Regions from separate parts of the Mus musculus genome. Here region 1 is linked to region 2. A link is a contact called in public promoter capture Hi-C data. All regions are on one chromosome and are shown on one strand. Each heading gives the region's core, a stretch centred on a gene start, on an enhancer-like site or on the middle of the called end of the contact. The rest is flanking DNA. Distances are from core to core; before and after follow the strand shown. Region 1 holds the start of Hic1 (hypermethylated in cancer 1). Region 2 holds the start of Camkk1 (calcium/calmodulin-dependent protein kinase kinase 1, alpha).

Region 1 (7,089 bases), core at 1,743-4,242, 2.2 Mb after region 2:
TCAGGCGGCCGGTGTAGATGAAGTCCAGCACCAGGCGGAACACGGCCGGGCTCACCATGTCATGGTCCAGGTTTAGCAGGTTGTCATGCACCACCAGGGACTTGAGGTAGGCGCTGCTGGCCGCCAGCACGTTCTTGTGCGCGCGGAAGAGGGCATTCTGCACCACGATGATCACGTCGCACAAGAAGCCCTTGGTGCGCTGATTGTTGAGCTGCAGCAGTAGCTGCCTCGAATGGCCAGGCGCCTCCATCGTGTCCAGCATCGTCTGCCCAGCACACTCTCCTGCGGGAGACACACACCAGCTGGGTAAGAGCTACGCAGTGCGGTGCCCTGGCCTCTTGTACCCAACCCAGTCGGTTCCCCTCCGCTTCCCCTTCCCCTCAGCTGATCAGGGGCATGGAGCACCACGGCCTGAACAGTAGCCGAGGAGGATCAGCGGCCTCCGGGAGTGGAAGCCTAGGCCCGCCGGCCCCAGACAGAAGGTGCAGGAGGAGAAAGGCTGTGGATGGAGAGTAGGCCAGGTTAGCCTATCTGTTCCAGCCCCAGATGCTCCTGGGCACTCAGGCTGGGTCCTGGGAACTTCCAGGGAGAAATCTGTTTAGGGCGAAATGACCCTTTCGGAGACAATTACCCGATTTAAGTAAAATGTCCGCTTCAGGAAAAGTCATTCAGGGCCGAGAAGTTTGCCCAAGTGGGGAGACAAGGAGCCGAGTTAGAAGCGCCTCCCGCCTCGAAAGAAGTTGCCCCGGTTAGGGGAAGTGATAAGGAAGACGGGAGCAAGATGCCCATCGAGGCACCGCCCTGGCCCGGGGCTGTCAGGCCTTCGTTAGGGCCGGCCGGCCCGGCCCGGGGAGCGGAGACAGTGGCTGCGGTGGCGGGCAGAGCGCGAAGGCCGGGCCCCGGCGCGGGGAGGGCGTTATATCGGGGCAGGAGGCTGAGGCAGGAAGCAGGTGGGGGGGAGGGGGGAGCCACGCAGCTCCCAGGGGAGGGAGGGGGCAGCGCCCCGGGCGGGCACGGCGCACAGCCGGCTGCGGCCCTGACCCTGGCCTGCGCCCCACCCGCGTTCTGGACCCAGCCGGGGCCTCGGCTCCACATCTCTTCCCCAGCTCCCCTCCGCCCCGTCTCCCCCGAAACTCTGCCGCCTCAAACTTCGGGGAAAACTTTCCCAACTTCAGACAGGGCGGGAGGAGCGCGCCGGCCCCAGCCCCCCTCCCTGGCCCCCAGTTCCTCCTCTGGGCCCCCAATTTCAGCAGCCTGGTGGCAGTGGGGACCCACACCAAATCTAAAGCCGCCCTGCCCTCCGGCGAGCACGCCCGCCCCTGTTCCCCGCCTGGCCCGCAGGGCCTCGCCGGCCCGTTACCTGCGGCGGCCGCCCAGCCCGGCTTCCCTCCCTGAGGCGGTGGCAGCTCCTAGCCTGCGCCCCACCCGCCCCGCTGCCAGGCGCCGAGCTGTGCCAGGGCAGCGCCCCTGCCAGCCCCGCCCGCCGGCTCCCCTTGCCTTCCCCTCTCCTCCCCAGCCCATGTGCGGGCAGAGCCGGCCCCGGGCCGCTGACCCCGCCGTGAACCCGGCGCCGAGCAGCGGCCCAGCCGTCCCGAGTCCTCTAGGGAAGACACTTAGAGCCCCAAACGCCAGCCGCGACCCGGGCGCCCACGCCTGAGGATGCTCCCGAGGTAGCCGGCGCACGAGGACCAGATTGTCCCGGGTCCCTTGCCCTTCCCTGTCGCCAACTCGAGGACCCACCTGGGGGGCATGTCGGAAGCCCCGGGCCCGGCTGCCGGCGGATCCAGGGGGGGACGTGGCTGCAGTGCGCTGCCCTCCGCCCGCCGGGCCCCCGGTCGGTCTGTCTTGCCGGTCCGTCCTCCCCGCGTCCTGGTCGCGTCTCAGCCCCTCCGCGCTTTCCGCACACTCTTATCTGGAGCGGCCCGAACCGGCAGACGCTGCCGCGGCCATGGCGCCACCTCGCGGCCACGCGGGGACTGTGTGCGGCTGGGCTGCGACCTCTGGCGCACACCTGGGCCAAGAGGCTTGCAGATGCGGAGCTGAGCAGATCTTGCAGGTTCGCGCGCTTCCAGATGTGCCCACCTGGAGACTCAGATATCGGACCTGGGAGTCCCATAAACCTGGGGGTTTTGTGCTGAGTGCTCCCGAGTACATATTTATATGTTATATCGCGCCAATTCGGGGGGGGGGAGGGGAAGGTTCTGTCTTCAAATGAGGAACTCTTAAGCCAGGGATGGTGGCGCATTCTTGTAATCATCCTAGCATAGCACCCAGGAGTTGGAAGCAAGAGGACCAGGAGTTCAAGGTCAGCCTCTACTACCTGAGACCCTATCTTAGAAAAGGGGTTGGGGTGGAACACTACGAACAGTATTCTGTGAGAGGGCGAGCTTAGAAATCCTAAGTGAGATGAAGGTACATACGTTCGGAGCAGGAGCGGGGCGGCTTTTATTAGACATTTCTGAACACCATTATTCACTTGGACTCAGTGGAGAGAGACACATTCCAACTCTCCCTCAGACACATGTTATCAGTATGCACATCATAAACCGTCCACACTCAAACTCTGTCCAAGCAGTGACAAGGGCGCGCCATGTTTACACAGACCGCCCACCCCCTCCCGGAGTCCCAACTTCTTGGGCTACTGCGGAGGCTACTACGTGAAACGGGGTAGAGGTCCTACCAAAGAGCCCTCCCCGAACTTGCGGGTCTCCAGAAGGACCCTAGAGCCCTCCATTGGAAATAGCTGGACAGAGCCCCCTTGCGACGTGCCCCTCAAGTCCCCAATCCCCCATCTAAGCAGTTTTGAGGGATCTTAGTTTGCCCCCCCCCAATACACCATTCGAGAGATATCACGAGAACGGGCGGCTTGAGACCCCCTCAAAAAAAGATCCTACACGCCACACAAGGGAGAGCTCATTCATGTTGGTGACTCCTCTTTTAGGAGGGAGGGGAGCGTGCACCAGCTCTTGGGTGCTCACCGGAAATGTCCCTGCATAGCGGGGCGGAGGCATAAGCACCGTTGCAAGCACCGCGCCTCCGTGGCCCACGCTCCGCCTCTTCCCCGCACCTCCTGACCCCCGCCCACGCTATAGGGGGGGTCCCCCCAAACCGCCCACAGCTTCTTATTGGCTGCGCCATCCTCCGTGGCCAAGCCGGAGAGGCTGGGGCTCAGAGTTACTATGGTAACCAATGAGGTTCCCGGGATCTCATCTCTCAGAGGCCTTGGAGAGCTTAGCAACCGCGCGGGGCGCAGGGCGGGTGGGGGCTACGCTCGCCGCACCCCACGCTGTCTTCGAGCCCCCACTCCCCCGCTTGAGGTAGTGGCTGAGTCACTCGCCCGGGGCAGCCGGCCGGGCCTCTAGCTGTACCAGTGAGACACCAAGGTCTTGGGCGCCTCCTAGAGGCTGCGTTTCTTTGGCAGGAGACTTCTATGCCTGGCCTAGGCTTCTGGTCCAAAGAGTCTTCAAGGCTCACCAGGTTTCCGCGACAGTGTGCTCCGCCTCCATCTAATCCACTTACTACTTCGTATCTCCGTACAGTGTCCATACAAGACAAACACTGCAGTCCCACGGTGGACTCCACAATTTCTGAGCTCTAGGAGAAGTGAAGAGGTACCTTGGTATCTCTGTCGAGGGATACGCCTTGGGGCTGAAGCGGAAGTGTAACGGAGCGTTTGAGGATAAGAAGGCTCCCCAGAAGTGCTCTTAGGGATGAGTTTTGACAACTCTGAGTTCTCCCACAAGCAAGGGTGTCTCTGATGTCTCTGTTTTAAATGTTTTCTCCTTTTAATGGGGTTAGATCGTGCGAGTCTGGAGAGAAAGCTCTGTATGTGTTTTACACAATGGAGTTTATCCGCTGGTTGACCCATAAGGAGGTCGGCTGGGTCTTCAGTTCCTTCTTGTTCTATCCCTCTCCACCGACTCAAGCCCTTGTTGTATCGCTATGGGGCCAACCACATAAACCTTGCCCAAGTTTCACTGTGTACTCCCCTCCCCTCCCCTCCCCTTCTCTCCTCTCCTCTCCTCCACGCCCCACCACCACCACCACCACAGTTTCAAGTCTACGGCTAGCCTCGAACTCACAAAGGCGTCTACTTCCCACGTACAAGGATGCGCACCACCATGCCCCTCCTCTTAACTTTGCTTTCCCCTTCTTCCTGAGCTCCTCTGGTCATCCTGGTGCAGCTTCCTCCTCTCCGTGAACGCATGACGACCCCATTTAGAGCCCGGAGACAGAATCGGGCTGTTTTGGAGGACCTGTTCCATATCGTATTTGCCTTTAGTCTATTCTGACTCCTTTAGAAAGGAGTCCCAGCTACACACACCCTCTGCCAAGCTATTGAGCCCCCTTAGTCTCATTTTCTCTCTTACAGGCTCTGCCTATGCCTATTCCACCCCACTGAGGTGGCCCCCTCGTGCCCCCTGGGGCACTGCCAAGTTGGCTCTCCAGTACTTGTCAGGCTAGCCCTTCCTTTTGTGGATACTCCGTACAGGGATTTTCCAAACTCTTACAGAAGATCTTCTGCTCATTTCTAAAGTCCAGACCACTCTCCTTAGACTCCCTGATCTTCTCTGCGGTTTCCACCATCTGACCGGTACCTTTCCTCCTGTGACCCAGTCAAGAAGCCTTCCAAAACTCCCAGGCTTCTCCACCCCTCTTTCCCCAGCTCCTAGATGTCAAAGTCCGAGGTGCACTCTACTCCCCTCCTAAACCGGTCCAGTTTCTTGCCTCACCCCCCACCCCCCCCCCACACACACACCAGGAGAGAGCGAGGATACCACGGTGGCCAAATGGGAGTGATACCATCGCGGGGCATCTTCTGGCGTCAGAGGACTGTAGGGTCTAGGGAATGAGCAGTGTGGTTTGGGGCTGCCAAGGGAGGACCCCTGCGGTCCAGGAGAAAAGAACTGAGATCCTAGGACTCGCAAAGCCCCGGAAGGGGAGAGTGAATAAACACAGAACGGGGCCTCACCCTCCCTGCACTATTCTCCCCCAGCCCGTCGCCTGCAGTTCCGGAAAGTTAACCCCTTGGAGGCCAAGCCTGGGGTTACGTACTCCCCTACCCAACCCTGCTTCCGCGTGCGCACCCTCCTCCCGCTCCAACTCCCTGTCGCTTCGTCCCGCCCTCCCCTACGCCCCCCCTCCCCGCTTGCCACTATAAATAGCCTCTTTTCCCGTTTCCTAAATTCTCTGCTGACGTCGGCAGCGCGTCAGTGTGTAGGAGCCGCGGCCGCATGAATGAGCCGCCGCACGAGTACTACGCGCGCCTATAAAAGCGGCGGCGCCGGCCGGGCTGCGGGAGGCAAGCCGGCACTGGTGCGACGCGGCCCGACAGGTAAGGACCACCAACAGTCGGAGATGGGCAGATGCGCGGACGCCATGGGAAGGCGAGGAGGGGACCGGAGGGGCGGCGGGTTGGAGGGGGACTCCGGAGTGAGGATGGGGGGCAGAGTGGGAGGGACGAAGGTTCCTTTCAGCTTGGTGGACCAGGGGCCGGCGGCTGACCCAACCCTATGCAGCACCTGCCGGCACCCAAATGCAGACGCAGACACTATGGAGAAACATCAAGCGGAGAGCCGAGCCCCCGACCCCATTTCCCGAGGCTGAGCAGCTCCTGCGCCATCCTTTCAAGAAAGTGGGGAGAAGGTGCTGGCGTCTCAGGAGACGCGCCCCCTCATTTCTCCCCTGTCCGCAGAGCGGTGACTCAGCCTAGATGGCCCCGACTGACTGAGCCAGGGCGCCCACGACAGACAGACGCACACCTCGGCCCTGCGGCTTTCTTGGGACCCCCGTCCTGCATGCTCCACACACGCCCCTTCCCTGTCCCGTCCCTTCCCGTCCGGTCCCGTCCCGTCCCATCGGACTGTCCCACTGAGCTCAGGACTTCCCGCCTCTGCAAGCGGAGCTGTCCTCTCAGGACCAGGCGGGGGCGGGGCTTCGATCAGGCCGCCCCGCCCTACCCCCACCGCTCCCCACCGCCGGAAATGCCTCCCCGCTGGGACATCTTTGACGTCACAGGACTCTGACGTCACGGTCGCGTGTCTGTCCGCGCGCGCTTGGGAGGAGGTGGGGGGGCCTGAGAAGCAGCAGCACTCTCAACTGCGGGCGACGGGATATCCCCGCCCGGGCAGCGCGCCGGCACCTTGGCTCTAGACTGCTTACTGCCCGGGCCGCCTTCAGTAACAGTCTCCAGTCACGGCCACCGACGCCTGGCCCCGCCCCAGGACCGCCGACCCCCGGCCCCTCCACGCCTCCCTGCGCCGCTGTCCGCGGTGCTGATGCAGTGCAAGCGCCTCCCTCGGGCACGCCTGTTCAAGGTCCCTGTGGGTTGCGGTGGGCGCAGGCCCCGCAGACACTCGCGCCACCCCCGCCGCCCGCGGTGCTGACGTCAGCCTGCAAGCCCCGCCCCCGCGTCTCCAGGGCAACCGTGGCTTTCGATTGTTACTGTGGGAACCGGAGGTAACAGTCTACAGCCATGGTCGCCCCGCAGCACGCCCACGCTCCCCACCACTCCCGAGTTCTGCCAGCCTGGGTTTGGGCAGATACAGAGCAAGAGGAGGCGGGGCGGCGACGCAACATTCGATGTGTCTGCGGAGGTGGCAAGAGGTGTGCTCAGAAAGGCGGCCTTTCAGGCTGCTGTGCATCTACCTCGGTGCAGAAGCAAGATCCGCGGAGTGTCTGAACATCCTCCTCAGAGACTCTCCTGTCTTCCTAGTCGAGGTATCGCTGCCTAAGGTGGCGAGAAAATGGGTGGTTCTGCGATAAGGATTCTTATCTCATGAGTGGTGAACCGATGGGATCAGGAGTCCTGTGAGAAGGAAGAAGTCACTTTTGCCAGCAGAAAGCTGAAGGGGGAGGAGAAGGAAGTTTTATCACACCTTTCTTCCAGAAAACCCTAGGTGAGCAGGTAGAGGGGAAAGGGCAAAGAATCCCTTTCCTGATAGAGCCATAACTCTGTCCCCCAACTTTCTCCTGGGCCATCATTAAAAGGGTCCTTAACACAGCAAGAAGCTGGCAGGCTAGTGAAATTCACCTGGCCCCTAATTCATTGTCTGAAGGTATCAGCCAGCAGTCTTCCCTCAACTGGTC
Region 2 (6,813 bases), core at 740-3,239:
ACTGTTGGGGTAGAGAGATGGCTCAGTGGTTGAGAGCACATGCTGTTCTTACAGGGGAGCCAGATTCAGTTCCCAGCACCCACACAGTGGCTCACAACTCTCCGTAAGCACACACAGATGCACATATAGGCATACATGTAGGCAAAACAGTCACCCACATAAAATAAAGAGTTAGCATCGACCCTTCATTATTTTTCTCCATTCCAAAACCTGGAATGCATACGTGATAACTGGAGTTCCAGCCCCTATTCAGAATCACGAGGTCAAAGGCCATCTCCAGGGCTTCCTGGTGCAGGGAGTGGAGAGAGCCACATCTCAAAGGCTTTTGTGGAGCAGAGCCATCATACCAGCCCAGAACTGTTTTTCAAGATTTATATATATGTAAGATTTGTTGTTGTTGTTGCCTAGATCTTAATCTGATCCTCTCAGCCTTGCTTCAGTTGATCTGTTTGAGCCTTTCCATTAGAATTATGACTGGATCCTCAAGGACTCTCAAAACCATCTCTTCAATATTGGGGTATAGCTCAGTAGTAGCATCCTTGCTTAGAATGCAAGAAGCCCTGGATTCAATCTTCAAAACTGGGGGTGGGGGGAGGAGTCTCTGTAGCCCAGCTCTTTCCTGAACTCCAGCCCTATAGATCCAATCCTCCAGTTACTGGACCCAATTATTCATTTCAACAAATACATGCTGGGCATGCATCAGGAGGTCAGGCTGTGCTGGGCGAATTCATCTCGACCCTTGCTCTCAAGAGTTCTTAGTCCAGACAGGACTCAGGTGAAGAGGTGCTGAGATCTGGAAAGCACTGAGAAAGGGCTGCTGGGCATTCCAGGTATCCAGAAGGTCATGGGGAAGGCTTCCTAGCAGCAGAGGCATTGAACTAAGTGCCAAAAGACAAGTGGGGTTTAGGCAGGCAAGTGGTGAGGGGTGAGCTATGGAGGGCTTGAGGGGACTTAGTGGCAAGCAGTGGAAGATCCTAAGAGGCAGCTCTCTGGTGTTCCTAGTGCCTGTTCTGGTTGTCCCAGAAAGGTTAATGGGAAGTGATACTGGATTGGGGTGAGGGGTGGGGCTGCTGCACTAATCAAGTGGAGGTATACTGCATGACCGTGGTGGTCGAGTTCAGGGAGGGGCAGATGGTGGGGAGAGAGAGAGAGAGAGAGAGAGAGAGAGAGAGAGAGAGAGAGAGAGAGAGAGACTTTAGGGATCTTAAGAGGCAACATGGCAGATCCTTGTGCTACACCCGGTTGGGTCAGAAAACCTGCTACACAGGTAACTCCTGGTTTCTAACTCCTGGTTTCTAACTCCTGTTTAAGACAGAGACACAGGTGAGACCAGGTTGGAGATAGCAACATGGGTCTGAGTTTGAGGCAAGCAGTGATGTGGGGCATCTCCAATAGACTAATAATAGCAGGATTGAACCAGGAGTCTGTGAGGGCAGTCCCCAGGCATAACCACAGTCAAGGCCACTTGGTCCTGGAGGGCTCTTTTTCATTCCCTCAGCCCAGCCAGTCACCTCCTGCTCCTCTCCAAACCTGAGTGCCGCCCCACCCCAGCACTCTGACGAATCTCCCTCCTCCTTCCCTCCCCCAACCCCCCCGGAGAACACTCAACTCCAGGCCCTTCTCCCAGGGCCTCTACCTAGCCTCTCCTTGGTACGCACCGGGCCTCATCCCGAAGGAGGGATGCTCTTGCCTCTAGAGACTAGGACACCGGATTGAGGACTCGAAAAAAGCATCGTACGCTTCAGGCCAGGCTGAGGGGCCCACGACGTGGCCTGAGGGACATCGGGTTCCCCGAGCCTGCTTGTCTGCGGGCGCCGGGGGCGTGACGCGTCGGGGCCCATCCGCAGGGCCCCTCCCGAGCCACCTCCTCCCGATCCCGTCGAGACCCGCCCCCTCTACCCCTGGGCGGGAGGACCGGACTCTGATTGGACATCTCTGCGGGGCGCTGCGCGGCACAGCCAATGATCGTGGGCCGGCGCGGCGGCGGGCGGGGGGAGCGAGCGCAGCCTGGAGCTGCGGCGCCAGCGGGTTGAGCCGGGCGATCCTAGCCCGGCAAGGCGGGCAGGGCGGGGCGCGCACAGCGGGAGCGAGCCTGGTGCCCACCGCAGAGACTGTCGCCAGGTGCCTAGGTAGGGGTCAGCAGCCGGGACTTGGAGTTGGAAACTGGGGTGCGGACGGCTGAGCCGCCCTGTGCAGCCAACGGGCTGTAGAAGGGTGGTCTACAAGGCCGGGTCTACGTGGGCAGCCGGAATCTGGTGTGCAGAGATTCCCGCTGTGTCTGCAGGGCCAGGTCCTCGGGATGGTTCCCTGAGCCCGCATCTGTCTAAGCCAGCTATGCGGGTGCCCGACCACCTGCGTTTCTTCCGCAGCTGCTGTCTGTGGGACTGCATAGAAGCCCCGCGCGCGCGGTGCCTTGGGCCCGGCTCTGGGTGGAGGCCGTGTCTATTCGGAGTGGGCCTGGACGGGTGCACCCACGTGTGGATCTCAGCAGAGCGCTTCTCCCACAGCCCTCCCGTGAGTCTTCCGTGGAGAGCTGGGGGCGGGGTGATGAATGGGACGGATGCAGCGAGCGACTTCAGCTGCTGCGCAGTCGTCCCCTGACTGAGTGAGGGTGGCGGAGGCGGCGCTGTGGTTTCTGGGTCTGGTGGGTACAGGATTGGTGCTCCGAGGGTGCACACGTGCGCGGGGAGCTGTGTGTGGTGTTTGGAGGCGGGTGTGCGTGCGTCACGTGGACACAAGAGTGTGCCTGTGTACCTGAGGGGTGCGTTTCAGGATGGAGTGGTGTGTGAGCACCGGTCACGAGGACAAGGATTACATCTGTCAGGGAAGGGGTGTGTGTCTGTCTTGAGGGTGTTACAGAGTGAGCAGAGCTAGCTGTCACATGCCTTGGGTCCCAGGACTGTGTCCCAGTGAGCTCCTCTCTTTGTCTTGGCCAGGTTCAGGGTGTGAGAGAAGCGCACAGCTGTGTCCTTGAAAATCCCAGGGAAAAGGAAGAGGCTGGGTCTTCTGCGCATCTCTACCTCTTCCATCCAACATACGCTGTGGGTCAGACTGTTCTAGACCCTACTACCTGCTCCTTGGTCCCCCACGCCCAGTCCTCAGACCAGGACTGGGGCTTATTTTAAACCTTATCCAAGTGAATTGCTTCCCTGCTTAAAGACTCCTTTGGTGTTAGAGGCCTCTGGTTTCTGTTCACAAACCCTAAACCAAGCCTGTTGGGAAGCACTCTATTGCTATCACGTTGGGAAGGGATCTCTTTTAGACACAGGGTGAACTCCCATTTCTCCCTTGGGAATCCTGCTTAGTGGTCACAATGTCGCCTCCGCCAGGAAAACACCCCCGAGGCCAGTGTAAGTGGACCTTAGCTTCTCTCCTGATGCACACCTCCACTAAGGAACTTTCCACTGCAGCCACATCTGCTGTGCTGGTCTTCATACAGAGCAAGCACTGTCCCACCTCATGGCACTTGCACCTATGGGCCAGTCCCTCTGGCTCCAGTTGCTGTTCTCCAAGTGTCTACACTGTGTACCGCCTTTCTCCTTCCAAAGCTGCTTAGAGCTTGCATTGTGTACAAACCCTCTCTGCGCTACATCAATTGTGTCCCTAGCATCTTGCTCCTGCCCTGTCTTGTTGTAGTAGCTGTCTTCCCAGGGCATCCCACAGCACCTATCATGTATTTATTGCTAGCATTCTTATTTGTTGCTTCATGACTCTACTGGAAAGCAAATGGTGAGAGTGGGGACTTTGTCTTTGGGGGTCTACTGGTTTACCTCCTCGTTCTTATATTGCAGATACCCAGTGAATCGTTGTAGCAGGGATGCATGACTCTGGATTTGCATACCAGGAGTCAGTGTGTCTATCTACTCCCCAGATCCACACTAGAGGCAAACTCCGAACATATTAGAAATCCTCCTGTTAGCAACTGGTGTGGAGGGAGGGGTGATATATTAATCTGGGGTAGGGAGACCTCTGGAAGTAGTGAGAGAACAGTGGAGGTCAGAACTTGGTGATTTTATCCCCAGATCTGTGCTGTTTAAGGTGCTTAACTTAGTGAGTTCAGCCAGCCAGCGGGTGTGTGTGTGTGGGGGGTGAGATCAAAGAGGCTTCTCAAAGGAGGTGATGTCTGAACTGGTCTTCAGGCAGTGAAGCCAAGGGAGGTGTGTTCCTGGCAGAAAGAGCAGCTCGTGCAAAGGCCTGGTGACACAGAGCCTGTCGTTTGCAAAGCTTGAAGTAGTGGGGTGCAGCCAGAGTACTGCAGGAGGTGGAGGGGTGGGTGGTGAAGGTGGGGGGGGGACAGTCCCTTTGGCTCTTGCCTTTCTGGCCCAGGCCCAATGAAAATGGGGAAATGGAGTTCCCATCTCTGTGATGGGAACAGTGGATGAATAACAGAACGGGGATGGTGATGAGTGGGATAGATCCCTGAGCTGCCCAGAAACAGGGAGGGGGGAATCTCTGGAAAGAGGGTGGAGGCTCAGAGCTGGTGTAAAACAAGAGACCCACAGATGTCAGTTTCCACAGGTGGACTGAAGGATGCTTTGAGCATAGCGGCAGTGGGGGAGGCAGGAGCCTACCTGGGTGTTTGGGGATCCCCGGAGGTAGTGGGAGGGCCATCCTCACAGCAGGCATCCTTGAGCATGACTTGGCACCAGACTCCTGGGTCTCCCTTAAGGGGACTGAGTCATCCTAGGCAGGGGCGGGGAGCTGCAGAGGGCACCACTGCCTGAGCCATTAGACCCTAGCCAGAAGCATAAGCAGGCTACAGTGAAGTGGCCCAGAGATGTCAGGACTGCTTTGATGTACAGCCCACACGGCCACTGCCTCCTTGCATTTCCCCCTGACTATTCCTTTGCTGATCAGTGCTGTTCCTCCTTTGCCTGGATAGCTATCGGTCCCTGCCTCAGCCTGACTCTGGAACATTCTAGCCAAACTCTGAAGTCACTGGTCCCTGAAGTTACCGTAGGTAGGGCTGCTTGAACCAGTGTGGGTGACTGCAGGGTCTTCTTGCGCTGTCTTCTCCTGGCCTGTGTTAAAAGACTTAGCTGGATGGGTCATGTCCTCAGAAAGAGGTCAGATGGAGTGGGCTTCTGAAGCCAAGGGTTGGTTGGTGTACTCGGGAGTGGCAGACACTTGGAGGGTGGGGTGCCGCTTGAAGGAGAAGCCTGAGTCAAGCTAGTCTGGAGCCAGGCATCTAAAGTAGGTTGTGTGTGTGAGCTGCTTCTTAATGCACACACATCCCAGCGACATATTACTCTATTACTCAGGCACAGGCTGCTTCTGCGTCCACTGCTTCATCCACTTCCTTCTAGGGTTCACAGAGAAGGCTGGACAGTAGCCATCTGTCTGATTCACCTGTGAGAAAACTGATGTCTCAACAAGCTTAGTGTCCTAGTCCAGCATGGTGGTGCACGCCTTTAGTCCTAGAACTCGGGAGGCAGGTGCAGGCAGAACTGGCCAGCCTAGTCTACAGAGTGAGTTCCAGGATAGTCCAGGGCTACAGAGGAAGCCTGTCTTAAAAAAAGGTGTGTATGTGTGTGTGTGTATGTATGTATGTATGTATGTATGTATGTATGTATCTTTAGTGCCCTAACCCAGGCAGCACAACTCCTATCTGGGAGAACAGGATTTGAACTTGGCATAATGAGGGAGGACCTGTGTCTGGGGCTGTCCTCTTGGTCAGTGGAGGAATCCCTTGCCCACAAGAATCTTTGCTGTGCCCTGGAACTGGGGCTGCATCTCAGCCTGTCTGTCCATCTTTCTGTTTATCCACTTGACCCCTATTTACCTGCTAAATCGCCTTCTACAAAGCATTCTCAAGACTTAAGTTTGGGTAGGGCCTTGAGAAGAGTCATTGGGTGAGCTGTTAAGGAGGAGTGGACCCACAGGCCAGCCTTACAAACCACCACCAGTTTCAGGCTGGTGGGACAGATAACCCTGTGGAGTTAACCTCTAGAGTCTGGCTCCCCTGGCCCTAGCTACATCTATGTACAGGCCTAAGGGACAGAAATGCACATGATCAGCTGGTAAAAGGGGAGGGGGGAATGAGAGCTGTTTGTCTGCACAGTTGTGTTCCTAGGTGCAGGTCCACAGCACAGGCAGACCAGTTTCCAGCCTCCAGTATATTCTTCCTTGGTCAGACACTGGCCCCCATGCACACAGCACAGCCGCAGGCCAGGCACAAGGTCCTGTCTCCAAGACACTGGGCAGAAACTTTCAGCCTCCCTTGCTGCCTTTCTCCAGCCAAGCCGGGCTTAGTCACCTGAATTTGATCCAGGCGAGAGGGAGGGATGGATGGAGAGTCTGACGTCAGCTCTCACAACCTCCTCCCACAACCACCCTCGCATCCATCTGGGCCCCAGCTCATCCCATGCAGTCACTACTCAGTTCTTTGGAGCTTGTTAGTAGCAACCGCTGTTCCGCGTCCCTAACAGCATCAGCTTCTTTACACCTCACAGCCACATCATATTGGTGCAAGGCCTGCTTCGTGGCTCATTTCACCAATGAGGAATACCCAAAGTTATATGCCCTCCCCTCCCTAACAGCCAGGAAGTAGGCAGCCTGGGTATCCCAGCCTGGGTGCCAAGCCAGGTAATAGTCTTTAATCTAGAATAGGAAGGCTTCTGCACCTATTTGCTGTGTGACCCCAGACCCATCTGTACCCTCCTCCTGCTCCCCACATTCTCCTCAGTTCACATGTCTAAGGAAAGGGGGAAAAGGAGCTAAAGAAAGATGTCCTTTTAGAGGTTGTAGTCGTAGGGAAATTATATGCAAAAGTTATGGGCCAGACCAGCCTGGGGCTTCACTCTGCTGGAAGCT

The links. Promoter capture Hi-C pulls out the DNA fragments that hold promoters and counts their contacts.
Region 1: a promoter capture Hi-C map of liver shows a contact between it and region 2, with 4 times the contacts expected there. The contact joins the promoter of Hic1 here to the promoter of Camkk1 in region 2.

The regions. Positions count from the first base shown.
Region 1 is chr11:75,167,263-75,174,351 of GRCm38.p6, forward strand. Hic1 (hypermethylated in cancer 1) reads right to left here and starts at 2,993. Exons shown (of 2, transcript NM_010430.2): 1 at 1,741-2,993; 2 at 1-282. The coding sequence starts at 2,257. It overlaps Mir212 (microRNA 212), which reads left to right and starts at 6,126; the gene lies at 6,126-6,216. Mir132 (microRNA 132) reads left to right here and starts at 6,420; the gene lies at 6,420-6,485.
Region 2 is chr11:73,016,999-73,023,811 of GRCm38.p6, forward strand. Camkk1 (calcium/calmodulin-dependent protein kinase kinase 1, alpha) reads left to right here and starts at 1,990. Exons shown (of 16, transcript NM_018883.3): 1 at 1,990-2,129. 4732414G09Rik (RIKEN cDNA 4732414G09 gene) reads right to left here and starts at 1,843. Exons shown (of 3, transcript NR_152202.1): 1 at 1,659-1,843.